Regions from separate parts of the Sus scrofa genome. Here region 1 is linked to region 2. A link is a contact called in public HiChIP or PLAC-seq data. All regions are on one chromosome and are shown on one strand. The core of a region is the stretch at or near the end of the contact, and the rest is flanking DNA. Distances in the headings are between cores, read along the strand shown.

Evidence for each region. HiChIP or PLAC-seq counts read pairs in DNA pulled down with a chosen protein or histone mark.
Region 1: a contact with region 2 is called in an H3K27ac HiChIP or PLAC-seq map of alveolar macrophages. The contact joins the promoter of PRDM15 here to the promoter of MX2 in region 2. A contact is called at or near these places in 1 of 47 Hi-C or Micro-C datasets (embryonic fibroblasts) and 1 of 2 datasets of contacts at active chromatin or transcription factors (alveolar macrophages).

What each region holds. Positions count from the first base shown.
Region 1 is chr13:205,239,063-205,244,895 of Sscrofa11.1, forward strand. PRDM15 (PR domain zinc finger protein 15) reads right to left here and starts at 2,500. Exons shown (of 24, transcript XM_021071017.1): 1 at 2,363-2,500. The coding sequence starts at 2,464.
Region 2 is chr13:204,796,379-204,802,289 of Sscrofa11.1, forward strand. It overlaps MX2 (myxovirus (influenza virus) resistance 2 (mouse)), which reads left to right and starts at 2,255. Exons shown (of 8, transcript NM_001097416.1): 1 at 2,255-2,393. FAM3B (protein FAM3B) reads left to right here. Exons shown (of 8, transcript XM_021071007.1): 8 at 1-414.

The DNA of each region.
Region 1 (5,833 bases), core at 1,250-3,749, 440 kb after region 2:
CTGAATTCAGTGTAGCCTGTGCTGCCCCAACTTGACCACAGAAGCTTGTGGCCAGCTCAGGGCCTTTGCACTTGGCACTGGTTGGCTTGTGACACTTCAGATCCCCCCTGAGGGCCTCACAGCCCTGGTCTCTGTTCAGATGTCCCCCGCTCACACCGAACTTCCTGGTCCCTGCCACCCACATCCCTGCCTCTCCACCTGCCATCCTTCCTGCCTTTCTGCCTTTCCTAGGGCCGCACCCGCAACATATGGAGGTTCCCAGGATAGGGTCGAATCGGAGCTGTGGCCGCCGGAGCAATGTGGGATCCGAGCCGCGTCTGCAACCTACACCACAGCTCACAGCAACGCCGGGTTCTTAACCCACTGAGCAAAGCCAGGGATCGAACCCACAACCTCATGGTTCCTAGTCGGACTCGTTAACCACTGAGCCACGACGGGAACTCCTGCGGTCTTCTTCTCTGCATTCTAAGCACTGTCTACCTCCCTCGGTCCACGGGCAGGGGCTTCCCTCTTGCTCTGCAGTGCCTGGCACGTGACAGCTGCTGAGCGGACGGCCAATGAACATGCGCACTCGTGAACCTCGTGAGATGAACTGGATGGGTATCGCCAGGCACGCTTCCCAAGTGTCGAACGGAGGCTGAGACAGCATTTGAGTCACAGCTCACCGTCTCAGCCTCTCACATCCCAAGTGCACGAAACAACTGCCTCCAGAGCCTTAAACCTGCAGAATGGGAGGCGTGTTTTTCTCCTGGCTGTCCGCACAGACGATGGTATCGAAAGAATACGATCTATGAGAGGTATTTAAATCCCAAGCTAAGGGGGTCCTTTCTCACATTCCTGGAAAAGCTAATGGGGGTTGCGGGCAGGGTTGATTTGGAAATTAATTTATTGGTCTCTAGGAAAGAAAGAACTGTTCCATCTGCTTAGAAAATCAACCATATTATTGTACTCTTTGTCCGCCACTCTTCTGCAAAAATATGAAACACAGATACAGGAGAACGAAACTTTATAAAGGGTAAATCTTATTGTTTCTCCGCTTTCAAAATTCAAACTACAGTTCTCTTTCTCAACCATTCACCATAAAAGGCAGGGATGTCAGTGAAACCCAGAAAAGCAGAGTGGAGCAGTGAAAATGTGGAAAATGTGAAAATGTCCAGGTTTGAAACAAAATACAGTGTGTGGGGTGGGGTGGGGGAGGCGGACTTATAAAAACAAAGTGTCTACATAATTGCACTCTCCAGGGAAAGGTCTCATTGTTACCTTTTAAGATTTCTGGCAAAACCAGTTGTTCATGTACTTTTCATCCTTACAAATACCTCCAGGAACCAAGCTGGGTTCTCCAAATGTATCTGGTGAGTCCAGATTTTTGGAGAGTGGCTTAGGCAAAAGTGGGTTTTGTGGGTTGACAGCTTTAAATGCGTACCCTGCTCCACGTGTCTCTGATGGCACACTTGTTTCTACCATTTTAATCTACCCCGGGTGGGGGAGGGGCCAACTTCTGTGCATTTGTGAAAAAGATCTCAACAACACTGAGAGCTTAATAAACACAGAATAGTCATAACTGTCAGGTAGGGCGCTCTCTCCACTCCGCGTTTTCACCTGTCTTCTCAAAGCTGACCCTTAACGCGAACACCCGTCCCCCGGCCAGAGGCCACGTGGCCAGCTGGTCCACCTGTCCGCGCCAGGGCGGGGCCGGTGCGCCCCTTCCCAACACAGCCTCCCACCTCAAGGGCGGGGTTGGTTGGGTCACAGGTCCACGGATTTCGCTACCTTGCCTCTACCACCCCCGGGTTTACGCAAACGGGATGATGTGGGGGCCTTGGCAACCCCATCGCCCGAATCCAGGGGTCTGCTTTTCCAATCGCAGGAGCCAGGGTCCAGGGACCCTCCCCGTGCGCCCCCGGGGGCTGGGCCCAGGACGGGGACAGTGACATCACGAGGGACCGTCGGCGACGAGGGCGCCCGGGGGCGGGACCGCGGGCCGGGGGCCGGGGGCGGAGGAGCCCCCGCGCCGCGCCCACGGGCGAGCGCGGCCCCGGCCCCGCGCCCGGAGCAGGCCGGCTGGGGGGCGATGGGCGGCGAGGCCCGCGGCGGGGCCGGCGGCGGGCGGGCTGGCGGCGCGCAGGGCGATCCCGGAGCGGCTCCGGGAAATCCAGCCGGGTTTTGACTCCGATCGCCCACGGTGCCCGCAGCCGGCGAATGTAACAAAGAACAGGCGGCATGGCGGCTGGACCGGGGCGGGCGGCGGGCCGGGCGGGGCCGGGGGCGGCGGGCCGGGCGGGGGCGCGCGGGGGCGGCGGGCCGGGCCGGGCCGGGGCGGCGCGCGCGGGGGCGGGCGGCGGGCGCGGGGCCCGGGCTTTACCTGCCTTTGGAATGTGCAGAGCGGGATCGGATCCGGACTCCGGGTTGCGATCCGCTCCGGAAACTGCGCAGCACCGGAAGCCGGGGGGCGGCGGCGGGGCATTGTGGGAGTTGTAGTCCTCCGGGGGCGCGGGCTGCGTGGACGCGGGAGCGGGGGAGCCGGCGGCTTGCACCTGGAGCGGGCGGCAGGGCTGCGTGGACGCGAGAGCGCGGCGTGGACGCGAGAGCCGGGGAGCGGGAGGCCTGGGCGCGGAAGCTGGACGTGTGGACCAGAACGGAAACGGTGGAGCGGGCGGCGTGGACCAGGGAGCGGCAGGGCGCGCGGGTCGTGTGGACGGAGAAGGTGGCACAGACCAGTGGAACGGGAGCTTCTGGGGTAGACGGGGCAGTGGGATTGAGGACCGCGTGGACGAGGGGGAGCGAGGGTGGTGTAGACAGGACTGTGACAGGGCGCAGGCGGGGTGAGCGGGTGGCTGGATCCGGATCGGCCGGGAAAAGCGGGGCGGGTTCCGGCTGCCCTTTCCCCGGGACGGTAGGGAGCGTCTGGCGGCCACGCGCGGCCCCTTCCCTGGTGGCGCAGGCTGGTACCGCGACCCCCGACAGCTTCGCGCTGGCAGCTCGCACAAGCACCCCTTTCTTCTGATGGCCGCTCCGAGCCTTTGGGGGATTAGGTGGGAGAGGAAGTCGAATTTTTTCTTTAAAACGGGCCTAAGATTTGCTGCCCAATCATAATGAGTTCTGCATTTAGCCCAGAGTTGCTGCAATCCCTGGTCATTTTCCTGTGCACTCAGTAAATGCTTAGAAACCCTTGCTCAGCCCCTAGGCGCGTGAAGGAGAGGGAGGCCAGCAGCGCTCTGGCGACAGAGGCCAGGCCAAGTGAGTCCTTGAAATCCGCCCTTTAACCACTACCCCGCCGCACTGCTGGGTGGAAGGTTCACAGGCAGACTGCTCCCTGGCTCTGCCTCCCTCCCAAGCTTGGCCTCTTGACGCCCCCACCATCCAGTGGACAGGAGGATCAGAAAGTCTTAGAAGTAGAGGGACCAGAGGGTCATTTATCTAGGCCAGGACAGGATTCTCAGATGTACTGTCATTCATTTCTACCTGGCAGAAACCCTCATTAATCAAGTCGAAGAGGTATAAGTCTCTGTGGCACAAAGGGGTCTGTGGTGTCTTGGGAGCTCTGGGACACAGGTTCGATTCCCCACGGGGCCCGGTGGGTTAAGGATCTAGCATTGCTGCAGCTGTGGCTGGGATCCCTGGCCTGGGAACTCCATATGCCACAGGGTGGCCCCCAAAGAAAAATATGTAATAATAAAGTCAAAGAGAGGGAATGAACGGAGAGAAATGATTTGAAATTGATATTAGAAAGGGTTTCTCCTCTTGCTTGTGTAAAGCTCTTAAGAACCAACAAGAAAAAGATGCAAAGGAGTTTCCACTGTGGGTTAAGAATCCACCTGCAGCAGCTCATTTTCTGGGGAGGCAGAGGTTCCATCCCCAGCCCCGTGCAGTGGGTTAAAGGATCTGGTGTTGCCACACCTGCTGAGTAGGTTGTAACTGTGGCTCCCTGGCCCCTGGAACTTGCATGTGCCGGGGGTGCAGCCATAAAAGAAAAGATAAATAACGCCGTAGAAAATGAACAGTCGACGGACAGTTCACAGACGAGAACGTGCGACGCCTTTTAAACATAGAAGACGCTAATCACTGTACTGTAATAAGAGAAAAAGCAAAATTGCCACGAGATCATTTTTATCTACTGTTTATTTCGTCTTTTTAGGGCTGCACCCATGGCACATGGAGGTTCCCAGGCTAGGGGTTGGATTGGAGCTACAGCAGCCAGCCTCCACCACAGCCATGCCGGATGGTTAACCTGCTCAGCGAGGCCAGGGATGGAACCCACGTCCTCATGAACACTAGACAGATTCGTTTCTGCTGAGCCACAACGGGAACTCCTAGCAGCAGAGATTTTTTAAAGTTTAAAAGAAACAAGTGGTTTCCCCTTTCCAGGTGGGAGGATTAATTAGCACGCCTGTATCCTGGCCATTTGTCAATATCCATAGACAGTCCAGATGCACGTGACCTCTGGCTCAGCCGTCCCACCGGCAGGGACTTTCCTGCAGCCAGACTCACATGTATGAATTGATCTGTGAGCTTGGTCATAAGCACCAAGCACCCATCCGCAGGGAAGGGCACAGGCAGTGGGCAGGAGGCTTGCCCAGTGTGTGGTGCTGCCGGTGCGATCTGGTGGGGCTCAGAGGTGGTCACCTTGCTGGCGCCCTCACCCCCGCCCTGCTGTGCCCCGCCCCGCGGTGAAAGCCCCACCTTCTGTCCGGGAATGCGGTCTGGGATGGGCACTGCTTCCCTCAGCCTGGGACACATTCTCAGGTCCTCCGCTGGCACCCCCATCACTTAGGTCATTGCCCTAATGCACGCCAACTCCCAGGAGCCCCAAACTGGCCACGACCACTGCTGGGCTCCCCTACCCGCACACCCGCCCCACTAGTAACATGACAGGCAGTTCTCGCGCTCAGAGGCGGGTCTCCGGTCTGTGCAGACTAAGCTGGTCATTTATAGAAAAGGGGGACAGGTCAGCGCCAGAGGGGACTGCATTCCCAAAGGTCTCTTCTCAGCCTGTTCAATATACTCATTCCATCTATGAGGGCCGGAAATAACTCCTGTTAAGACAGACCTATATCCAAAATTCTAACATTTAAGGAAAAAGTGGTTTTATTTTGGGTTTTTTGCTTAAAAGTGTCAAATTCTCACTGCCTCCTGAACTCCAGGCAGAAAACACACCCAAAACCCCCACCTACCAAGGATGTCGTGGAAGCAGCTGGGGACTGTGATACCAGATAATAGTGCTGCATCAGTGTTCAGTTTCCTAATTGAAATTGGGATAATGATAATTGGGGTGAAATATGACACAAAGATGCCTGAGTTCTTAGAAAAATGTCTTCTGAAGAATTTAGGGTGAAGCATGATGTCCTCAAACAATAATTGAGCCACCGATCAATCAGACATTAGATAGAGCAGAGGTGGCTAAACGGACGACACCAGGTGAAGGGTCTGTGGGACATTCTGTAGATGTGAAAATTTTGAAAATAAGTTGGGAGACCTAAATAAACAGAGAAGAGCTTCCACGACTGTCGGTGGATTTTCCTTCCTACACAGAGACTGGCTGTGAGGTCAGGACGTAATCACTAGCCCTGTGGCCCCAGGCCGGGGGTGATGCTCGCAGCCTTGACACTGGTCTGCCTGACACGTGCACTTCCCAGCACATGCAGAGCTGACACATTTTCTCGGCTCTGGCTTTCTGTCCACTTAAATATAAAACGCCTTTGCTGGAGCTCCCGTTGTGGCTCAGTGAGTTAAGAACCCAACTAGTATCCAAGAGGAGGCGGATTCAATCCCTGGCCTTGCCCCGTGGCTTAAGGATCTGGTGATGCCGTGAGCTGTGGTGTAGGTCGCAGATGCA
Region 2 (5,911 bases), core at 1,005-3,504:
GCGGAGAGGGTGAAGGCGTCTCGGAAAAGGCAGCAGAGTGGAGACGGTACAGAGATGAGGGCAGCGGCAGGCGCAAAGAGGAGTCTGAGGGCAGCGAGCTAGGGGCGGGTCCTGTGGCCCAGGAGGTGGATGTCGTTACACACTTGTCCAACCCCATGGAGTGAACAAGACCAAAAGTGCCCTGATGTCAGCGGTGGGCTCTGCGTGGTGATAGCGTGGCAGCGTGGGTTGGGGAGTGTGACAGGTGGAGCCCTCTGGGGCTGGGGGTGGGTGGGTGACTGTGGGGAGGCTGGGCATGGATGGGGCAGGGACTCTGCGGGAACCCTCTGTACCTTCCTCTCAATTTTGCTGTGAACCTGAAAGTGCTCTGAAAAATAAAGTATATTACCAAAAAAAAAGAAAGAAAAAACAAAACTGCCAAGGAGTCCGAGACTGAGATGGGCAAGCACCCCTGAGCACCTGTCCTACAAAGCCAGACCTGGTGAGGAAATGAGCTGAAGCCCCGCCCCCTCCCCAGCGCGGCCCCGCCCCCTCCCCAGCGTGGCCCCGCCCCTCCGTTCCCAGGGCCTGGAAGGGCTCCCCCTCCCTCCCTGGGAGCTTCAGCCCTGGAGAAGGCAGGCAGTTCCTGACCGCGTAGCGTCCGTATCACCAGGGTTACCAAAAGCCCAGGAACTTTTGATACAACAAAAAGCAGGAAGTGCGTTTGTGCCTGACCGAGGAAGGGGTGTCACCGGCTGGGACCCTCCACCACTCGGGAGCCCTTGGTCTCCCTGTAGCCCAGATGGTGGCACTATCCAGGCCAGGCCTGGCCTGTCCCTTGTCCACGGGGACCGTGCAGGGGGCTGACATGCTCTTAGCATCTGCCTGTGATGGGTCCCCATCGTCACGCCCACTGGAGCAGGCAGGACCTGGGCAGTGAAGAGTCAGGGGGTTTCCACCCCAAGTGCCTCTGCTGCTTCGCTCCGCTGGGACGCTTGCCTGTCTGCAGGCTCCCTGGTCCCTCCATGTCATCGATCCGGGGAGACGGTCACATGGTCTCCTCTGTGTGGTTGAGGGGCGGCTGAGGGTGAGTGCAGTCTGGGGGCTGTAGGAGCCCACAGGCCAGCCCTTCCTCTCAAGGAAGCAGCTCTATCGAGCGCGGGGGTTGTGGGGCGCTTCACCATGCTCCCTGCTGCCTGCCCCACCCGGGAGCTGAGCAGCCCAGCGCTTTGATGTTGCAGGGATGAGGGTGCATCGGAGGGGATGCAGGGACCAGCGAGTGTCACTCTGTTCTTTCCAGAACAGTAGGCTCCCCGCCCTGTTACAGAAACCATCCGTAGTGAAACGGAAACGCTAGCTATCTCAGCGTGCCATCAGCTGCCCAGTCTTCCTGGGCCCTCCCCCTCTGCCCCCCCCCCGCCCCCCTCTGGATGAGCCGGGCTTTAGATCCTCCAGAAGGCTGACTCTGAAAACTCTCCCTGTGACCTCCTGATGCCGGGATTGGCAAACCATTTCTTATAAGCCTCTGAGTTCCTTCCTTAAAAGAAAACCTGTCCACAAGTAAAGTGAATGAGCATGGAAGTGCCCAGAACGTGTCTTCTTAATTTATGATGTTTTTGTTTTGCAAGGATCTGGGGTGAAGCTGAGACCAAGGTGTCACTCCCCGCACCCCCTTCTCCCCTCCCTGGGATTCAAATGCCTGACACGACACCCTGGATTCAGGGATTCCATCACAGGGCAGAGGGAGCTTTGCCCCCCGACCCCAGGTTGCACACCTAGAGTTTTGCAGGTGAAGCAAGTGGGGCTGAGTTCCCAGCCAGGACTCTAAGGGCCAGGAACCATCCCGAGTGTAAGCGTGTGCACTGTGGGAGCAGGGCACTGTGGGGAGCTGGGGCCGCCCCTTCTTTGGGTCCTCAGCACTGAACACGGGGAGAGGGTGACAGCACAGAGCAGCATGGCACGCCTCCACCATCTCAGAAAGCCCTGCTGGACCTAACTGGCTGGATCTCTCCGCCTCCCTGAGAACCTGTTAGCAGTGCAGATGGTCGGGCACCTGCGCCTCACAGGGCAGGGGCGGGGGCGGGGGTCTGGCCCCGTGAGCCCACCTGATGCAGCCAGAGTCAGAAGACAGAGGCTGAGTAATGGGAAAGTCTTTTGATTCTTGAGTTTCATTTCTGGGGCAGGCTGTTAGTTTCATTTCCTTCCCCACTGGAAAGGGAGGTACACCAAGGAGAGCCTGTCCTATAAAAGGGAAGCCAAGCCCGGGGGGACGAGCCATAGATGCTGTGCTGGTCTCCATACGTTCAGCGGGTGCTCAGGTAAGAGCTCGGTCCCTGGACGGAGGGCTGCAGCCCAGACCTTTCTTCTAGAAGCATTTCCTGGTCAGTGCGGCTTCTGCCAGAGGCGAGAAACAGGTAAATTTCTGAAGCTGCTCGTTTTGACTCTGGCCCCCAGCCCCCGCTTCGGGAAGAGGGCACATTCTGGAGGGGAAATGACCGGTCTGGGAGCTGTCTTCCCAAATCTGGCCAGGGGCCTGTGGTCACAAAGAAGTGGCTTTGGGTACTTCCGTGGCAGATACCGTACCTGGGGTGGGCAGAGGACTCTGCTCTGTGGTCTAGTGGTTTATAAGAATTGTCCTAAGTATATAGTCACCGTGACCCACCTCTTAGCTAGTAAAACTGTGCTGCTTTTTTGAAAGTTGCTGAGAGCAGATGTTCAGAATCTGTATCCTAAGAAAAAAATGTTTGAGGAGAGGTGGTGACTTGTCATGGTGATTGTTTCACAACAAAGACAGGAAAAAAGAGAAATCTGGGAGTTCCCCTGGTGGCTCAGCGGGTGAAGAACCCGACCTGAGTCCGTGAAGATGCCGGTTTGATCCCTGGCTCCGGCTCGGTGGGTTAAGGATCCAGCCTTGCCGTGAGCTGTGGTGTAGATCGCAGACGCGCCTCGGATCTGGCGTGGCTGCGGCTGCCGCCAGCAGCTACAGCTCTGATTCGACCCCGAGCCTGGGAACTTCCATATACTGCAGGTTCAGCCCTCCCCCACCCCCAAAAAAGAGAAAAAATAAAAAAGAAATGTATTCTTTGGCCTTCGCGGGTGCCTGACACAGTCTGCCAAACTCTAGGAAGTAAGGAGCGCACAGGCTCGGGTTACGAGAACAGATGACTTTAGGTCCTGTGGTTATGTTAATGCGATGGGGGCTGGGGACCTGGAGGAGGAGTCACGTGGTTGACGGCTGGAACCTTCAGTTCTTCCCCCAACCTCCGGGCGGGCAGAGGGGCTGGAACTTGATCTCTGATGGCCAGCGAGCTAATCAGTCATCAGTCTTGTCTCCGAAGAAGCCTTCTGAAAGCCCACCAGGGAAGGGGCAGGTGAGCACACCGAGTCGGGGGAGGGGCTCTCCGGAAAGCTTGGAAGCCCCGTGCCCTGCCCGACCTGCCTCTGCATCTTCCGTCTGGCCGTTCTTGAGTTACATCCGTTTATAATAAACCCGTGATCTAGTAAGTGAAAGGTTTCTCTCGGCTCTAGCAAATTATTTGAACCCCAGGAGGGGGTCGTAGGAACCTCTGATCAATACATGGTCCCCAGGGTCAGACACACAGGTGACCACCTGGACCGGAGTGGCCTCGTCTGGAATGGGCAGGGTGGGAGTGGAGCCGCTGAGGGGGGCTGAGCCCCATCAGGGAGCCCCGGGGAACCCTGTGGGGCTTCCTGGTAGAAAGTGTCAGAACCGAAGTCACTGCTTGGTGACATAGGAAACCACACAGATGAGAACAGAAGTCAGAATGGGAGCCCCACAGCCTGGCCTCAGCGTGGGGCACCCCCTTGCTTGTGGCAGTCGCTCTCAGCGGTGTCCTCGAAAGCCAGCTCTCCCAGGAATGGGGACACTTGATAGCATTTGCAATTCCCACTGTAGGGTGTGCTGGAAACGTTACTATGCCTTCGAGGTCTGATTTAAAGAAAGACAGCCATTGATGCCAAGTCTGCAGCAAAGAAAGGCAGATTAGGTGCAAACCACAGTGTGTTAGTGTCCTGTGGTGGCCCGGGGCGGGGAGGGGGGACTTCACCTTCAGAAATGCCCCCTCTGCCAGCTCTGAGATCAAGGCGTCAGCAGGGTTGGTTCCTGCAAAGACTGCAAAGAATCCTTCTTTGCCTCTTCCAGCTTCTGCCCGCTGCCAGTACTCCTTGGTGTTATCTGGGGAAAATATATTAGGATGCTGAGGTCACGCTGCCAGCGGAAGGAAATACTCCAGGCCCCGTGGTCAGCCGTGACCTGTGGCCCATTGTCACTGTGGGAGATTTTACAGGACAGAGCCTGAGCTTCCCTGTGCAGCTCACAGGGACCCAGCCGGGAGGGGGGGAAGGTTTAGGCGTGGATCCCAGGGTAGTGTGAACTTTCTTCTCCTGGACACTGTGAGGAAATCCCAGGGAACCAGATTCTTGTTGTATTTTGCTTTTCGGAGAAACTAGTTTCCTATTTACTTAAAAAAAAGGAGGGGTAGTATTCCCGCGGGTGTGTGTAAACACAGATTCCGTGCAAGAGGCCAGCTCAGAGGGGAGTTTTTAAGTGAATGCAGGGCTCCCCGCTCTGCGGGCACAGCCTGCCCAGCTGTGGAACCTCCCAGCAGAACCCAGGGCCCATGCAGGTCCCAGGGGCCAGACCCAGGGGCCAGGGGACGGTGGCAGCGTGCTGGATTTCAGGCCCTGGCACCTGCGTGTTACTCTCAGTGCACATGAAGAGTGCCAAGGAGAGACCAACTAGTACCCGTGAGACGTGGGTGTGATCCCTGGCCTCGCTCAGTGGGTTAAGGGTCCAGTGTCCGGTGTGGCCATGAGCTGTGGTGTAGGTCACAGATGTGGCTTGGATCCCGTGTTGCTACAGCTTGTGGCATAGGCTGGTGGCTACAGCTCCGATTTGAACCATAGCCTGGGAACCTCCATAGGCTGCAGGTTCGGCCCTAAAAAAAAGCAAAAAAAAGAGAGAGAGAGAGAGATTAAAAAATCGCTGGATATGTTCTTGAGGGCAATTTTATTAATTTGCAAAAAGGTGGAGACTGTGTGCTGAACTCATTTGAACGTCACGTCCTGTCTTCTATAAAAATGCAGAGAACGTTGCAAGAGGTCACATTTCCTCTTGGCACTTGTGAAGGGCTAGGTGTTCTGTAAAATGAATGTCTCCCTGGGGAACGTGGTAATGCGATGTGCTGTCGGGTGCGGGGGGTAGCAAAGCCTAAACCTCAGGGACTCTGGGGAAATGAAGAAGAACAGCCAGAAAAAACCGAGATGGAGTTTTGGTCCCCAACCAGAGGGAGGACCTGGCTAGGAGCCTTTTCCTCCCAATCTAGCTTAGGTCGCCCAGCCCTCCAAGGGCTGAGGGACAGGGATTCCTGTCCAGGAAGTGCCGGCATCATATCACGGGAACTAGTCCTACGCAGACCGTCCCCTGGGCCAGCTGTGGGTTTGACCTTCCACCCAGTTGGCTCTGGGTTTCTGCGGAACAGTCTCGAGGTTGCTCTTTCTCCACAAGAGGGAGCGGAAGCACTGGCTTAGGATTTGAACACAGAGGGGAAGGCGCTCCTTCCGCCTGAGCACCCTGCACAGGGCTCCCCAGGATGCAGGGCCGAGCCTGGGGATCCCCCATCGCTTAAGGTCTCCAGGTTGGTGAGACTGACCCCCTGGAGAAACACAGGTAGAAGGTCTTCCAGCCCAAACTCAGGTGTCAGGTCTGACCCCAGCAAGGCCAAGAAAGGCCAGGGCACACCCCATGCAGGCTGAGGACCAGAGGGGCCAGCCCACCACCCCCCTCAAAAAAGAAGCTGCCCTTGGACCGGGCTTTTTGAGCCTCTCGGGAGAAAGACGTGTTTCTCCCTTTCCCTGAGCTCATGCTGACCTCAGGACCTTTGCACTTGCATTTGCTCTGCTGGAAATGCTC